Linked DNA regions of Zea mays: region 1 is linked to region 2. A link is a contact called in public HiChIP or PLAC-seq data. All regions are on one chromosome and are shown on one strand. Each heading gives the region's core, a stretch centred on a gene start, on an enhancer-like site or on the middle of the called end of the contact. The rest is flanking DNA. Distances are from core to core; before and after follow the strand shown. Region 1 holds the start of LOC103641469. Region 2 holds the start of LOC103638807 (zinc finger protein WIP2).

Region 1 (2,939 bases), core at 394-2,893, 140 kb after region 2:
GGAAAGGGCAAACACACACACTGTTGATTGTTTTGACTTACAGTCAGGGACATATGAGGTATTCCTTCAAGCTGGTACTACTTCTGACGGCGAGAAGATTTCAACAAAGAGGTTAGACTTAGGTCCTACGATAATAGGAGAGAAGATTGGCCGAAGTGCATGCATGGCGAGGATTGCTTGGTGCAGATGTTCGTTGAGGGTGGAATTGATGGAGGCCGGCGTTTCTTCAGATGTCCTTATGCATATGTACAAATTATTTTGTAGTCCTTTTTTCTAAATACTTTTGTTGTTCAGTGAAACTAACTATAAACATTTATGCAGCATTCATTGGTCAATGAGAATTGTGGGTTCACTCGTTGGGTAGATCCTCGTCCAATTTTTCCTCATGCGGAATACATATCCTACCTACAGAATAGGATATTTGATCTAGAGAGAGAAGTAAGCAACAAAAATGATGAGGAAGAAAGAGACACAAACAATGGTGGTGCTTCACAGGTGCAAGTATGCCCAGATCCATATTGTTGCTGCCCTTGTCACAACAAGAATGTTGGTCCTCCGTCGTCTCCACCGCACCCACAGCAGACACCAACAATGGGAGGATACTATGGGGAAGGGTCAACTCAATTTGGAATGTGGGAGCACTACTAGAAAACTCTTATGTATCAATTGCTTTCAGCGTGTTGATTATCTATTTCAATTGCTTCAAGTCGCCTTCAAGAATTGCTTTAAATCTACTTTTCATCAATTATGTATTTATGTAATTTTTCATCAATTTGAAGGTAATTCATTACGAAATATCATTGTTCGACAATACATATTACCGAATAATAAGTTCATTATTACATAACTTCAAATAAAACACCAATACTACTGAGTACAACGGGGCCATTTGCCTTTGCGAAATGCATCAGGGTTCTCCTCCATTGCTTCCTTTGCACGACGTGCACGCTCAAGCTTCTTCTCCTTATCTTCCCTGCATTCAGCAACACGCCTCATTTTCTCTTCGTCTTCACGTTGTTGCTCGGCAGCAAGCTCCTCTCGTCTTTTTTTCATCCTCTCTTTGTCCTCTGCATCCCACTTTTGAAGATTCTCCAGCCACTTCTTATCTTTCTCTGATATTTCTGTGTCAATCCACTGCTCAAAATCACATAGCGGTGGAGGAGTCTACAAAATGTGCAATTATTAGTACGCAAAAAAACATTTACAAAAACATTCACAAATGTAAACATATAACAAGACTATTCTCACCATTAAATTCATCCGACGTTGAACAATAGTTGGCTCAAATGCAAAGTTAGCACACATCCAATACCTCTGTCGATAGGTGTCATGATCTTCAGACTTATCGACCTTACAAGGATCACCACAAAAACACATAGGCACTGGAACACCACTTGGCAAAGGCAGCGGGTCGAAGGCAGTTCCGGTCAAAGGACCCTTCCTAAATTTCCATAAACTCTATAACAATCAGAAATATAATAAACTCACAAAATAAGAGGCAGATCCAAAACTTACCTTTGTTTAGCATATTTACCACGCCTAGACATCTCTAGTTTAGAAGAATTGAAATGAGCACAGCAACAAGCCAGACGTAGGGTACTATTTATAGGAACGTACCTCGGCGCCATAGATCTTGGCGCCGAGGTAGGCGTCGTTGACCGGGCGCCTACCTCGGCGCCAAGATCTATGGCGCCGAGGTACGTGCCACGTAGATCCAGGTCACACCGACGTCTGACGTATAAGCGCCAATAAGATTGGCGCCGGCACACAGAACCTCGGCGCCAATGATGACGGCGCCGAGCTAAGGGTCCATTTTTTGAAATGAAACTGCCAGGGGCATAAATGTGGGAAAAAAACCCGAAAAGGGCCAAATTGCAAAAAAGTTGGTAGAGGTCACACATGAGGAGGAGGTTATGGGTTCGAATCTGTTGACTATGAAGCAACAAATTCAATGCAAAAATGGTCAAATAATATTTTGTTGTTCTTTTGTTTTTTATTATTATTTTGTTGAGTGCTTTCCTTTCCCGACTGTTTTTAGACACTTGACAAAGAGCCCCTTGTCGACATTTTTTTTACCGAGTGTTCTTTGTCGAGTACAGTCGGCAAAGCCTTTGTCGAGTACAAAAAGGCCTTTGCCAACTGTCTGGGGCACTAGGCAAAGAAGGCGAGTTTGGTAGTGTTTTATGAACATAACCGAATGATCACTATACATGTGACAGGATAGAAATCACATGTAGTGGATTATATTAAAGGCACATTGCTTCATTAGTAATGAATAATAGTATTCTAACATAAACAACTTTATAACAAATCCACTAGTAAAGATCCCTTACATTTGACTAGTTGATCACGTGCCTAGAATTTGTCAAAGTCCTGGTACTCTTGGTGTCTAGGACACATGTTCTTCACCTTCTGTGTAGTAAGAGTACATAGAGGTGGGTGAAAAAAAGGCAAGGGTGAGTTCTTTCACACTAAACATGTACTGCACTTTGGGATAAGTGGACTGGTTGTATAGTAGGCCAGCTCATATGGTGGCTTTTAGTTGGTCAAGTTTTAATTTAAAAATAAAGAGGACTAATTCCCTTTTTGATAAAACCTTTATCATGGTGAACAGTATTGTTGGTGCCTTTATGGGGGCGCCAATCACTCAATACGAACTATGGCGGTGCTCTCTGCAGAGGCGCGGACGGTCCGCGGCCAGAGGCCGGACGGTCCACGACCCAGTGCAGGGGCTTGGGCTCCCTGCCTAACGGCCGGACGGTCCGCGCCTACAGGCTGGACGGTCCGCGCGTGCGCAGGGGCGGCGAAGGTCGCCGCCGGCGCCTGGATCTCGCTCCCGGGAGGGACCCCGTCGGGGAGGAGAGATCCTAGGTGTTGTCTAGGCCCGGTGGACCGACCTAGACTCCTCTAATCGACGTAGAGTCGAAGAGAAGTGGAGA
Region 2 (3,205 bases), core at 559-3,058:
ATGTCGATGCTGCATCAGTCTGCTATGTTGAGGAGAGAGGAGGGAGACGATCGAGCAAGGCAGCAAAAGGGATGTTGCATGCGGCAGGGGTCTGATCGATGAGGAAATTGACTGTGCCGTGCGTCACTGATGAACGGCACTGCTCGTGGTGGGGTTTTTGTTGCGATGAGAGAGGGAGAGACAGGGGTGGGGGTAGAGATCTAGACTCTAGTAGAGAGAGAGAGCGCGCCGCGAGAGAGAGAGAGAGGAGGAGGAGCCTTGAGGAGATGAGACCTTGTTTGTTGCTTGAGAAGCACATCTGTGTAAGCCTGAAGGAACTGATCAGGCAAAGATAAAGATGCCTTTTTGCCAGATCTTTCATCTCAGATCTCTCTTTCTCTCTGCCCCTATTTCTCTCTGCAGTCTCTCCAATTGAAAAAAAAGGCACAATAAGGCGCAGACTCCAACAACACTGCACACTACTACTACTCCTAGGTAGCTAACACAGGCTCTTCAGAGTCCTTCCCCATGCCAATGGCACGGCAGCCATTACTGCATGCCTCTGTGTCGCTCCTGCTTCTCCCTTCTGCTGCTCGGTTCAATCAAATCAAAGGTACATGGGATCAGAGAGAAGGGGGAGAGAGAGGAGGATTGAATGATCCAAGCCTGCAGGTCTAGTACTACTCCTGAGCTTGTGATGGATGCATGCATGCACATCTCTTCTGATGGTCGAATCCATGCAGCAAGGAAGAGGAAACACAAAAAGATATAGGGAAGGAAATTCACAAAAATGAAAGGAAATTAAAGATGATAGACGAGACGCAGCGGGTGATAATCACGAAAAAAAGAGCGGAACCCAGCACCAGCACCAAATCGATCAAAATCAGGCACAGCAAGAACAGGAAGAGCATGTCAGATCGATCGATGAGACTCAGGGATGAGCTGCGCCTGCCCCTCACCTGCATGTTGTTGTATCGGTTGAAAGTCTTGTAGCAGACGGGGCAGGAGAACTGGGTGGGCCCAATGAGGATCTGCGACGGGGTGGGGATCCAGTACTGCCCTTTCGTCAGCCTCCCGATCCCGATGGACGCGCAGCCCACCGTCATGGCGTCCTCCTCCTCCGCTTCCTCCTCTTCCCCCGCTTCATGGTCGACGCCTTGATGCTGCTGGCTCCTCCCTTCCGCTGATGGTTCTTGGCTATCGCCACCGTCCGCCGCCGACTCGGAGGGGCTGGGGCCGGAGCCGGGGCTGGGCAGGCCGATGTGCAAGGCCACCGTGACCTCCCCGGCGGCGGCCTGATCGGCCTCTTCTTGGTTGCTGCGCGAAGTGGCGCGCTTATTGCCGTCCTTGTGATCTCGGACGTCGCCGCCGCCGTGGTTGTGGTTGGTCGCTGACGATGGCGTCAGGTTGCTGAGGAGGGGGAGGGCTTCCCTGATGGGAGGGGAGTGGGGAGGCGGGTGGTGGAGGTAGTAGGAGGAGGCGTAGCTGCTGGGGAAGGAGGTGGCGGGGGGAGCGTTGGAGGGAGGTAAGTGGGAGTAGTGGCCTCTGAGAAAATTGCTGTAGGGGTCTCCCATGGTGGAGTGGTGGAGTGGAGCTGAAGATAGAGAAGAAGAGGAAGAGCTGTGGCTGGGAGGGAGATGGGGAACTATTATAGAGAGAGAGAGAGATGAGATGGCCAGGGTTGCAGCTGCTAGTAGGTACTCCCTATGGAGAGAGAGTGAAAGAGAAGCGTGTGCTTGCAGCCCTAAAGGTGTAATTGAGGTTGTAGTGGAGGAAAGGGAAGCTCACTAGAGAGAGAGGGGTATGGAGAAAGTGTGTGTGGGAGAGAGAAAGAGAGAAGAGGCAAGAGTGGGGTGAATATCTCCTGGCTGACAGCAGAGAGAATAGATGAAGGTTGATGACGAGTAGGAACAAACGCAAAGGTTCGGAAAGTGGCGTTCATACTGAAGCTCAAGTAGTAGTGTATGCTGTATACTCAGTAAATGCATGGTGAAAATCTTGGGACTTGGAAGTATAGTTTGGGAACCAAATATTCCACCTGCTATGCATCATACGAAATTTATTCCACTCGTTGAAAACATGCACGCGTGAACCCTGTACGAAAAAAATCTCTGTATGCTACAATAATTTTACTTGGTAACGTCACTTCTATAGCACTTTTTATCCTTCCATACTATCATTAGTGATATAGGAGGTTAGTAGTGTTTGAATGCACTAGAGATAATAGTTAGTTGACTAAAAATTGTTAGTAGAATTAGCTAGCTAGTTAACAAATAGCTAGCTATAGCTAACTATTACCTAATTTGCTAAAAGTATCTAATAGATGAACTATTAGTTAGACTGTTTGGATGTTTCGACTAATTTTAGTAGCTAACTATTAGTTATAGTGCATTCAAACACGCTCTAAAAAAATTGCATGTCATAATCTCTTATGTACCACTATCTAAGTGGCACAAAATGAATTAAAACATTTACGACGATAAATAAGGTATTGGTTAATGTTGGTGGCATACAAGAAATTGTCCCATATGAGAAAAATATATACACACTCTATCTATATGTACCACTAATAATAATCTATCAGTTTAAAGTTTGCAAAAAAAGCCACTCAGCCAAACCACCCCACGACCCATAACCTCGACTAAAATCCACAAAAAAATTACAACCAGAATTACACACTGTCAAAACCAACGGTTCAGATAGCCGAATAACCACTCTTCCTTACTCAAATCCAAGAAACAATATTATGAATCATATTTTATCCCTCGACCCTCTCCCTTTTCCGCAACCTCGCCATCCTTAGCTAGCTCCCCCTCTCCCGTGACACCGTCATTCGCGCCGCCGTCACCAACCACCGCCGACCCTTTATCTCCATTCTTCGGGATCATAGCGTTTACACGAACTATATATATATATATATATTTGTCACTTAAAAATAGACGAGTGTGTAATCATATGTGTTACTAAGATCATGCTCCGCGACAGAACAATAAGTTAGACGAGTACTATAACGTGCACATGCGCGTGTCAAGTCCTAAACATGCTCAGAATTAAACAGAGACGATCACAGAGAAGGAGATAGACTAGTACCTAGATGGCTCCGTGACAACAAGCTTCATGCATGCATCATGCTAGCGGTACATGCATGTTGGACCGGTGTGTCCCACCTAGAGAGAGAAAGTTTAATTAGAGGGCCAGGAGAGGCGGCTACGACTAGTAGGTGGTG

Evidence for each region. HiChIP or PLAC-seq counts read pairs in DNA pulled down with a chosen protein or histone mark.
Region 1: an H3K4me3 HiChIP or PLAC-seq map of leaf shows a contact between it and region 2, with 7 times the contacts expected there. The contact joins the promoter of LOC103641469 here to the promoter of LOC103638807 in region 2. A contact is called at or near these places in 14 of 25 Hi-C or Micro-C datasets (bundle sheath, ear, endosperm and 5 more) and 1 of 3 datasets of contacts at active chromatin or transcription factors (leaf).

Annotation. Positions count from the first base shown.
Region 1 is chr9:107,276,147-107,279,085 of Zm-B73-REFERENCE-NAM-5.0, forward strand. LOC103641469 reads right to left here and starts at 1,644. Exons shown (of 3, transcript XM_008664820.4): 1 at 1,516-1,644; 2 at 1,249-1,441; 3 at 788-1,164. The coding sequence starts at 1,628. The coding sequence ends at 868.
Region 2 is chr9:107,133,973-107,137,177 of Zm-B73-REFERENCE-NAM-5.0, forward strand. LOC103638807 (zinc finger protein WIP2) reads right to left here and starts at 1,809. Exons shown (of 2, transcript XM_008661621.3): 1 at 939-1,809. The coding sequence starts at 1,553.